Regions from separate parts of the Triticum aestivum genome. Here region 2 is linked to region 1. A link is a contact called in public HiCAR-type data. All regions are on one chromosome and are shown on one strand. The core of a region is the stretch at or near the end of the contact, and the rest is flanking DNA. Distances in the headings are between cores, read along the strand shown. Region 1 holds the start of LOC123046629 (myosin-1). Region 2 holds the start of LOC123046659.

The links. HiCAR-type assays count read pairs that join an accessible place to other places.
Region 2: a HiCAR-type map of leaf shows a contact between it and region 1, with 7 times the contacts expected there. The contact joins the promoter of LOC123046659 here to the promoter of LOC123046629 in region 1. A contact is called at or near these places in 2 of 5 Hi-C or Micro-C datasets (leaf and an unstated tissue) and 1 of 1 datasets of contacts at active chromatin or transcription factors (leaf).

Annotation. Positions count from the first base shown.
Region 1 is chr1A:293,865,978-293,870,967 of IWGSC CS RefSeq v2.1, forward strand. It overlaps LOC123046629 (myosin-1), which reads right to left and starts at 2,071. Exons shown (of 23, transcript XM_044470027.1): 1 at 1,231-2,071. The coding sequence starts at 1,632.
Region 2 is chr1A:294,274,633-294,279,622 of IWGSC CS RefSeq v2.1, forward strand. It overlaps LOC123046659, which reads left to right and starts at 2,932. Exons shown (of 8, transcript XM_044470067.1): 1 at 2,932-3,111. TRNAA-AGC (transfer RNA alanine (anticodon AGC)) reads left to right here and starts at 510; the gene lies at 510-582.

The DNA.
Region 1 (4,990 bases), core at 821-3,320:
CACCTACGGCTGCCCTTGCCCTTGTCCTCGTGCTCGCGAAAGTAGTGGTCAAAGACATAGTAGGGGTCGAGGAGGATCTGCTCGGCGCCAGAGCTGGACATGTCGGACACGACACTGGACATGTTCAGATCCTCCTCCTTGGGGGGGAGGCTGGCGAGGGTACGGACGGCCAGGGTTTGCTCCACAGCAAGGTCACGGGCGGCCCGGGCACGCCTCTTGGCCCAGATCCGAGCACGGGCTTCCTCGTCGCCGGCCGCCGTTACGCAACACACCTTCTCCCTTTCACGGCGGGCACGATCGTCCCTCGACCTCTTGGCCTTGCGCATTGACCTCCGACTCGGAGTCCGATGCCGCAGGGACAAGGATCCAACGCTGGCCAGCCCTCCTCTCAGCGCACGCCTGATGCGGTAACGGTGCGAACAGGCGATGCGAGCTTACGCCTGAGGCAATGCCACCAATGGATGCCATCCGGAGTGGCAGAGAAGGCGCCCAGCTGGTGGATCTGCCGCCCTCTCAGGAAACGGTGGACCGCAAGCCAAACAAACGGCTACTTCAAACTTGCCCGAGCCGGCAGCCAGATACCAGTCGATGGATCCGGACCGGGCGGACTCAGACCGCTGCTAGCCATGCCGGAGATGACAGGAGCTGTGCGGATAGGAACCGGGGGTGGTGCGGGGCTACCTGGAAGTGGAGTGGACTGAAGAATGGCTAGGGTTTGCTCCAGGGTGGGGATAGGGGGTGATTTTGTGGGGTCGGGATGGGCCGGTCCAACATGGCAGACGCGTCCGGGCAGCCCCAAATCCAACATGGCAGACACGTCCGGGCAGCCCTAAATCCGCCCCACGAATGGGTCGGACAGCCTGGACGTTTGGGCTGGGTTTGAGGGGTCCGGGTGGGTGGCTGTTTGAGGTGTCCGAGCTGCCGCTCGGACGTTTAGGGGGGGAAGTGGGGGTCCGGTTGTAGATGCTCTAAAGCACGTAGAAATGGAGTTACATCTTGGTATCTATGTAGCTCAGCCTAGCACTTCACAATTGTGTTTACTGGTTGCTGGAAATAGGCTCTACAGCTGGTTAATGCAGGAATTCAATCAAACTACCAAAAAAGAAAACTCTGAATAATAGGAGTTCACAGATTCAGAAACCACAAAACTTTTAAGCATTATCCATATAAATTCTGCCATTCCAGAAGTGTCGGAAAACAGAAAGGGCAAAAACGAAGGGGGAAAGCCACCTTTTTAGCACCGTAGGAGCTGGTGTCACCCCATCTGGTGTCGCGTGGTGAGGGGCCAGCAGCCGCCGTCGGCGACGGCCTCCGCAGCGTTGCGGCTGCAGAGGACGCCGAATCGACCTCCCCGCCACCCCCAGCACTCTCCTCCTCCTCCGTTGTCGTCGCCTTGGAGCTGTAGGGAGAGTCGGCGTCTCTCTCGGGCGGCACCGCCTCCCCTTCCTCGTCCGCCGCCGCAGCAGCGGCCCGGCGCCCGACGCCGTTGGCCGCCGGGCCGGCTTCGACGCCGGCACGCGCGGCGGAGTACTTGTAGTCGAGCGACATGGACCGCGCGGGCTGCACCTTGGTGGGCCCGCGCGGGCGCAGCGCCGCGGACTTGCGCACGGACCGCACCTCCACCGACGCCATCGCCGGCCGGCGCGCCCGAGATCACCTCGCGGAGAGCCCCAAAACTCCCGCCTCCGACGGGATCTCCGCGCTGACCACCTCAAATCCACACAGCCCAACCTCCTCCCAGCGCCAATCCAATCCCCCGCGCCCAGCAAACGACTCCCAAATTCTACAGAAAACCGCAGAAAAACACCACCGGACCAGCCGATCTGGGAAACCGCCGAGGCCTCAGGAATGGCAGCGCGCGCGAGCTCCCCGTGGCCGTGGAGATGCGCAACCCCGTGGCCGTGGCTCCTCCTCCACAGGCGCAGCAGCTCGCGTACGCCTCCTCCCCTCTCTCTCTCTTTCTCTCGGGGGAAGGGTGAGAGAGCCAGCGACAGGGACAGAGTCACCAGAGGGAGGGAGAGAGAGAGTGGGGGAGGAATATTTTAATGGAATTAAGGCACCTCGCTTTTAGTATCCGGGACGAATTACGTGGTGGTGGTGGTTTAAAAATGTTCAAATCTAAATGGGGGTGGCCGGGTGGGTGGAGGGGGGAAGGTTTTGAATCCGCCACATGGCAAAGCCCTCCTCTCACTCACAATAATTCTAGTTCGGCCGCTGCTGGTGGCAGGATCAGGATGGATTCATCAGATCCAGGGGAAAAAAGTGTGGCTGGCATAGGAGTCAGCAACGGGTGGCCTGCCTCGCGGTGACGGCGCGCTAACGGCTCCGGCCGTTGTTCCCTACCCAAAATGCCGACGATGGCCTCAGGTTTCAAAGAATTATCAGGGACGATGCGCAAAAAGAAAGAATTACCAGGGACGACGACGATTCTACGGGAGAGGAAAAATGCAGGGGACAGGTGTCTCCGTGCTCGTGGTAAAAGAAAGGCATCTCTTGACTTTTCCTCTTGGACAGTGCTGTCGTATGCTTCAGTCCAAACCAGTGGTTAAGCATGTTTGTTTCTATATATGGTTTCTGGTTCTTCTTTTCTTTTCTGGAGTCGTAAATGAGTACTAGTAGTAGTACTAGTGGCAGGTATTTAAATCCTCTCGAAAAAAGTACTTCCTCTATAAACTAATATTTGATCGTTTAGATCACTACTTTACGAAGGGAGTAGTAGGTTTTTAATATTTCATGAGAAAGAATACATACATTGCTGGTGCGAAATGTGCCTTTTGTGTATAATATTCTTTGCACAGGGATTTGTAAATTGTTGAAATAAAAAAAATCGAGGAATGCATACACAGTTAGAACAAGGACGAAATTAAGGGGGTCTCTGGTTCTCCATCTTGCAGGATGCTTGGTTGTGCTCGATTTCAAATAACAAGTCGGCAAAATTTTAAAACATACTGCTTCCGGATGTTTACACGAGCTCCTGGTCAATGTTATCTTCACATTGTTTGACCCGTTATGTTTGAGGGACTGATTCAGCATTGCGCGTGTCGCTTTACAGGTGGCCTCGTACGTCAGAGGAAAAGCGGATTTTGCAGAGGTAAACCGACAAAAGGTCACACAACCACTCGCTGACAAGTGGTCCAGAGACCTCTCCACCACGCAAGCTGCTGCTAACGGTTAGTGCGAAATGACTTTTCGGCCCCTAATATTGAGAGTTACATTGAGGACACAGACGTAATTGGCAGGCCTGGAAAGGAAATGCACGCAAAAACGTGACCGGATAATGTAGCAGTGGCTCGTAAACAAATACCGACCTGATGACTACGCGGCAGCCAGACCCGGATGAGGTCTAGCACCAACGTCTCGTCCCGTTTTGAACAGCAGCCGTAAGATGGGGATCGGGCGGACACGAGCGGGTCGTCAAGTGCGGCTCGGAAGAACGGGTCTCTCTGCGCCACATGACGGCACCTCATTTTGTCTCTGTTCGTTTCGATCCATTCAAAACTGCATGTACACGTGTATGTAGGCGCCGTCCAAACGGTTTCTGCGTCACTTCTTTTTTCTTTTTTCTTTTTGAGTTAGTTGCCGCTTCTCCTTAAGGGCATGGCCAACGCGTCGTCCCAAAGGTAATGCCCCGTCAGCCAAATAGGCTCGGATGCCACCATGACAGTAAAGCTATAGCCTGAAGGTGACAGGTGATTCCTGCAGAGGAGGCGGCTTCCTCGAGCGAAAAAGCGGGAAAAGTGATGAAAAAGCGAGAGAAAGAGGAATGGGGAGGAAAGAAACTGGTTCGAGATCGCGACCATGGAGGGCCACGAGCTCGGATACACGACCATGCCCAGCGGCGCAAGCTCAGGATTGTGGACATGGCGGTTGCGGCCGACCTAAAGCAAGGGCAATTTGGGAAATCGAGCTCTTCCATGTGGGAGTCCCGCACCGATCAAATCTGAAAATAGGGATAGAATTTTCGTGCGTGGAGAAATACAAGAGCTTCACCAAATCTCACCTCGATTTGTTAGACAGAAGCGGGATTGGAGATTTCCTGTGAGTTTGGGGCAGATGGATAGCTGAATCGATCACAAGTAGGGAAGATTTGGAGAAGAATGCACACAGAGATGGATGGATCGAGAAGAGAATAGCTTGCACAGGGAGGACGTGGGCCCCAGTGAGTGGTTATCCTAGGTTAGTGCGTTGGGATTAAAAATCAAACCTATAGCCTCATTTATTTCTTTCGTCTACGTGGACAACGCGGCAGCACCAACGTGATGCCACCATTGTACATGCGATGAGTAGTATCGGTTGAGGGCATCTTCCATGCTGACGCGCAAATTTGCTATGACATCTGTCCGTGGATAGAAGACCCGTTCAGGGACACTGATGTCGGAGACGGCCATCCAACACTATGTCCGATAGTAAAGGAAATTTTTGAAATTCAATTAAAATCTGAACCATACACGTGCCGTGTCACACCAACGTCAGATCACATGCCCGATCACACACAAAAAGAAGCAAGTATGTTGTAATTTTTACATGCCCAGTCACAAAAAAATACCAGTTTGGCAGTCCGTGCAGAAAATTAGATTTTCTGCCCTGCCAGGCCGGTAGTTCGAACTTCCACGCTCAAGGTGTCGTCGCCGCCGCGTACGCTACCTCCAACTCATCTTTCTGCCGATCCAACATCTTATAGCGGACGGCTTGCATGATTATTCTTGCCTCGGCATCCAAATCATCCAAATTCAAGGTCCTTGGCGTCCTCCACATCGGCCGCTATCTGCACCTTCTTCTCTTCGAACATGGCCTTTTTCTCTTCGAGAAGAAGACAGTGGGAGAAAAAGACGGGAATTGAGTGGAGAGTGGCGGGACGAAAGAAGAGAGTGGGGATTTTTTTGCCACGGAAACAGGGCGGGCGTCTACAAAAGCGCGGACTCTGCCTGTCTTTTGGCTAGGCCGGGGGTGTCGGAGTCCTACGTGCCTGTTCCGGATTCTCGCAAAAACC
Region 2 (4,990 bases), core at 1,682-4,181, 410 kb after region 1:
CATTAGATTGTGGCAGCTACGTCTCGACAGGTACATGCATGCATTACATTATATATGGTTGAGCAGTCTGCGTCGGCCGGCCTGGGCCTGGTCTCGTGCCCATGTTTTAGTTGGAACAGCGAAACACAGACGTGGGCGTATGCACCCTAGTTAATGCACCAACGCGCTGCTGCAGTGACTGGAGTGGAGTACTCTTACGATGATGATTATGGCAGTCTGTTTTTAAGGTGCGATCGATTATGGTAGTCATTAAATTGGAGGACGAACGTAGGAGTACGTATGAGCAACAATATACTACAACTACTCCCTCCTTTCCGAATTACTTGTCTTAGATTTGTCTAGATACGGAGATATCTAGCACTAAAATGAGTCTAGATGCATCCGTATCTAGACAAATCCAAGATAAGTAATTCGGAACAGAGGGAGTACCTAGCAAGGTTATAGATTAAAGTTTGCTAAACTAGGCAAAGATGGCACAATTATGCCTCTATACATTATCTTGCGCGATTGGGGATGTAGCTCAGATGGTAGAGCGCTCGCTTAGCATGCGAGAGGTATGGGGATCGATACCCCACTTCTCCATTTCACTTTTTTGTTTTCTATCATTTTCTGAAGGTGGAGTAGGACGTCACGTCGCATCTGCGAGTTGAATGTCATCAACTGCTTCGATCGAGAAGTTAGCCCGACTTAATTACCCAACTTTTTCATCGTCTTTTCCTGAATGCACTTGGTTAATTAGTACTGCAAAGCTGGTAAGTTCCTAGTACAAATGAGATATCGACCCGCGCAAAAAAAAGAACAGACAAACTAATATCACTCCACCTTAGCATCTACTAGTACTAACTGCAGGCAAAAGTTCCTACCTACGAATGGCACTTAGCATGTTTTAATTTGGTTACATACTACTCCAGTATAGCACCAAGCGGGATATGTGTGTGTGTGTGTGGGTGTGTGGCTTAATTGCGCAACAGCAGAAAGCGTACGTGTTGCAGCCAAACATGTGTAGGCAATAGGAACAGAGCCGCAGATGAGGAATCCCGCGTTGTACCAGTAGTAGTCCTACTGCTAACTCTTACTCCGCTTAATTACTAGCTATAGTTAATGGCCCTACCTTAACTAGTGTGTCCTTACACTTATCATTTTGTTGGGCCAACCCATGTGCCGGGTGATCTTCTTTACAACACAGCCATATGCACTGTGTTGGCGAGAATACATTTCTTCAGGGTAATGCTGAGAGGTTCTTCATTTGTCGATTCGGAAACTGCAACCATTTTATTTTCCTTCACTGGAAACTCACGTGTTGAGACTTGAAACACCAGAATAGATTCGCATGCAGAATTGATCCGTACAATAGACAATGCGGGCTCCTTTGATTTAGCACCAAGACATTTTTTTTAGCATCAACAGTGTTAGCACTTAGCAGGCTGCAGGGAACCAAATAATGATCAGGGAATTTTTTTTTTGCTGTGCTGTGAAGTGCAGGTTTTCTTTGTATTTAGTGTAGTTTTTCTTTTTTTAGCCGTTTTGAAGTTAGTGTGCTTTGGTCACAACTCACAACTGATAGATCTACATGGGCCGACTAGTAGATCTGATAAAAATCTCATGGAGGCCCATAGTCGGCGATTCCTATTTTGACGATTTAGGCGTCAATTACTGTGTATTTTACAACCAGCGTCTGAAGCGCCCTGCACTGGCCGGCCCATCTATCTGTGTTTTAATCCCCAAAACCAAGCGCGTCGATTGAGATTCGAACAAGCAACCTCCCGCATATAGTATGCTGGTGTAACCCCCGTGCCACCCAGAAGGATCCGGTAAGATTCAACTTTTTCCTTCTTTTATTATTATTTTCTTTTCTTCTTCATAGTTCGATGAATTGCTTGCAAATACGTGAAATTTTTCTTCAAGTCGATGATTTTTTTTAAAAAAATTGCACATTTTTTAAAATCATGAACTTTTTTCAAAATCCATTAACTTTTCTTTAAATTCATTGAACTTTTTTCAAATTTGATAAACTTTTTTTCAAAATCAATGAACTGTTTTCAAAATCGAAGATTTTTTTTCCAAATTTGATGTTTTTTTCAAAATCGGTTAACTTTAAAAAAATGCTTAATTTTTTCAAATTGATGAACTTTTTTTCATGTTCATGATTTTTCTGAAAATCCATGAATTTTTTTGAAACCTAGAATTTTTTTGTTCTTTGTGATTTTTTTCTGTTTTCTCTCAAATGTCGACGTGTACATGGGCCAACCCACCAGCGCCGGCGCGTGGGTGCCGGAAGCGCCCCCATAGTGGTATCCTAGTAAGACCAGCTGCCTCCAAGTTGGGCCCATAATTTGTATATTTCATTTTTGTTGTGGGCCTCTGCCCTGTTTTTTTTTGAACTGTAAGAAATTGTTCTTCCATATGAGGTTGTCTCCAAAGTTTACAAAATATGATTTTTTGGGGGGAACAATTACATCGTTTACTAGTTGGCTAAGTAAAAACCCCGAAGGTTCATTGGCCCAACTATCGTCACACCTATTATAAAAATTGAACTTAGCTAGCTCATGAGCGACAAAAATTGCATCACGAAAAGAATGCTTAAAGATGACCTTCCCTATTAACCACAAAATATTAGTTTGTGTAGTTGTGTTCTACTCCCTCCGTCTCATAATATAAAAGCGGTTTTTACACTACACGGATGACCTTATTCCCAGGTTTATTATGAATGTGTATGGTCCTCCTCGAAGAAGAATATTTATAGTCCTGCATATCCAGAGTTATGAATACGGATTTGCTATTTTACAGTCGACTGTTTTTCAATTCGTTGACATTCAAATCTCTGTCCGTTCGGTCTCGCTTTGAGATTCATGCTCGGTCTTGTTTGCTTTGTGTCGGTTTTTAGGTCGGGTTTTTTTTATCGGGCGTGGTTTTTTTGTTTCCGCCCATTTTTGTCGTTTTTGAATTTAGGAGCAGGGTGTCGTTCCCCATTTCCATTCCGATAAGGCAGAGGGGAGAGGTCGAGCGGCGGAGGAGAGGAAGGCGATTCCTTGTGTTCATGGCGATTTCGAGCTCATCCACGGCAGGATACTGACTTCTTCCTCTTGTTTCTCGTCGTCCGCGGCTGCTCTGGTTGGTTGTCCCCTCTCTCGCGCGCTTTTTGCCTGTGGTTTTTGTGCCTTTGTAGTTTCAGATCTAGGTGATTTCGCGTATCCGCGGGCTGCGCATGTTGCTGTCGCGGTGTCGCCTTTGGGGTGTGCGCGTGAATTTCTGGTAGGAGCCTGCAGTGCGCCACGGGCAGTTTTCGCCGTGATCCCGTGTGTTGTTGTTGTGGTCTCACACGAAATCCCTCCCCCCTGCGGTTGTTTGGTTCTTGTTGTTGATGTGTAGGTAGGCGTAGAGGCTAGTTTTCCTGCAGTTGATGTTGAGGTAGGCGTTGTAGGCGTTAGTTTTTAGCGGCGGATCCCGTAGCTTGTCCCTGAATAGTTCCTGTTTGTAGCCCCAGAATTTTGTCATGTTAGTCTCGTTTTCTACCATGTTGTTGTTCATCCCAGATGTTTTACTGAACATCTCTATGTATTTTGCTCCTTTTGTTGTGCATTTTCCTGAATTTCGTGCTTGTTTTTCAGTGTTTTCTCCATAATAGGAAGTGTATGTAAGATCAAGGGTCTGCAGTGGTATGCGCATGAAGTTCTGCTGTGCATTTTGTCTACCTTCATCTCTGTGCAGTTGACCTATATGCATCTCTATGCTGTAGAACTTCACTGCTTGCTTATGTGCCTCATGTAGCTTTGCTGTACTTTCTTCTTTTTTAGTTAATATTGTACCCCTTGCAGTATTTTGCCCAGTGTTTATGTTGTCATAGTTGATGTGCAACTTTCTCCCTAATTAGTGTGTGGGTATTGTATCCTTTGGCCTTTGTAAATATTGTATCCTTTGGCCCTGTTCTAGTCTATAATACCCCTCTTGTTCTTCACTATGCATGTGTAGTAGCACTGCCTTTCTTCTTAGTGTGATTGCTATTGTATTTTTTCTTAATTTTTATTTGATGTATCTCTGACTTAGACTGTACTTCCCCTAGTTTTCTTTTGATGTAGTTGTATGCCCGATGAATTTTTGTAATGTATTTTTTGAAGTTCAGTGTATTTCCCTGGAGTTTTACACTGTAATTTGTGTGGGTGAGGAATGTAATTAACCATATGGCTTACACTGCAACTAACCATAGTGCTTACACTGTAAATTAGCAGAGTTTTCCACTGTAACTAACCATATGGCTTACACTGCAACTAACCATAGGGCTTACACTGTAAATTAGCAGAGTTTTCCACTGTAACTAACCATAGGGCTTACACTGTAAATTAGCAGAGTTTTCCACTGTAATTAACCATAGGGCTTACACTGTAAATTAGCAGAGTTTTTCACTGTAATTAACCATAGGGCTTACACTGTAAATTAGCAGAGTTTTCCACTGTATTTTGTGTTGATGAGGTGTGACGCCCCCGATTCAATCGTACACTAATCATGCACGCAAATGTGTACGATCAAGATCAGGGACTCACGGGAAGATATCACAACACAACTCTACAAATAAAATAAGTCATACAAGCATCATAATACAAGCCAGGGGCCTCGAGGGCTCGAATACAAGTGCTCGATCATAGACGAGTCAGCGGAAGCAACAATATCTGAGTACAGACATAAGTTAAACAAGTTTGCCTTAAGAAGGCTAGCACAAACTGGGATACAGATCGAAAGAGGCGCAGGCCTCCTGCCTGGGATCCTCCTAAACTACTCCTGGTCGTCGTCAGCGGGCTGCACGTAGTAGTAGGCACCTCCAGTGTAGTAGGGTCGTCGTCGACGGTGGCGTCTGGCTCCTGGACTCCAGCATCTGGTTGCGACAACCAGAAAGAAAGGAAAGGGGGAAAAAGGGGGAGAAAGCAACCGTGAGTACTCATCCAAAGTACTCGCAAGCAAGGAACTACACTACATATGCATGGGTATATGTGTAAGG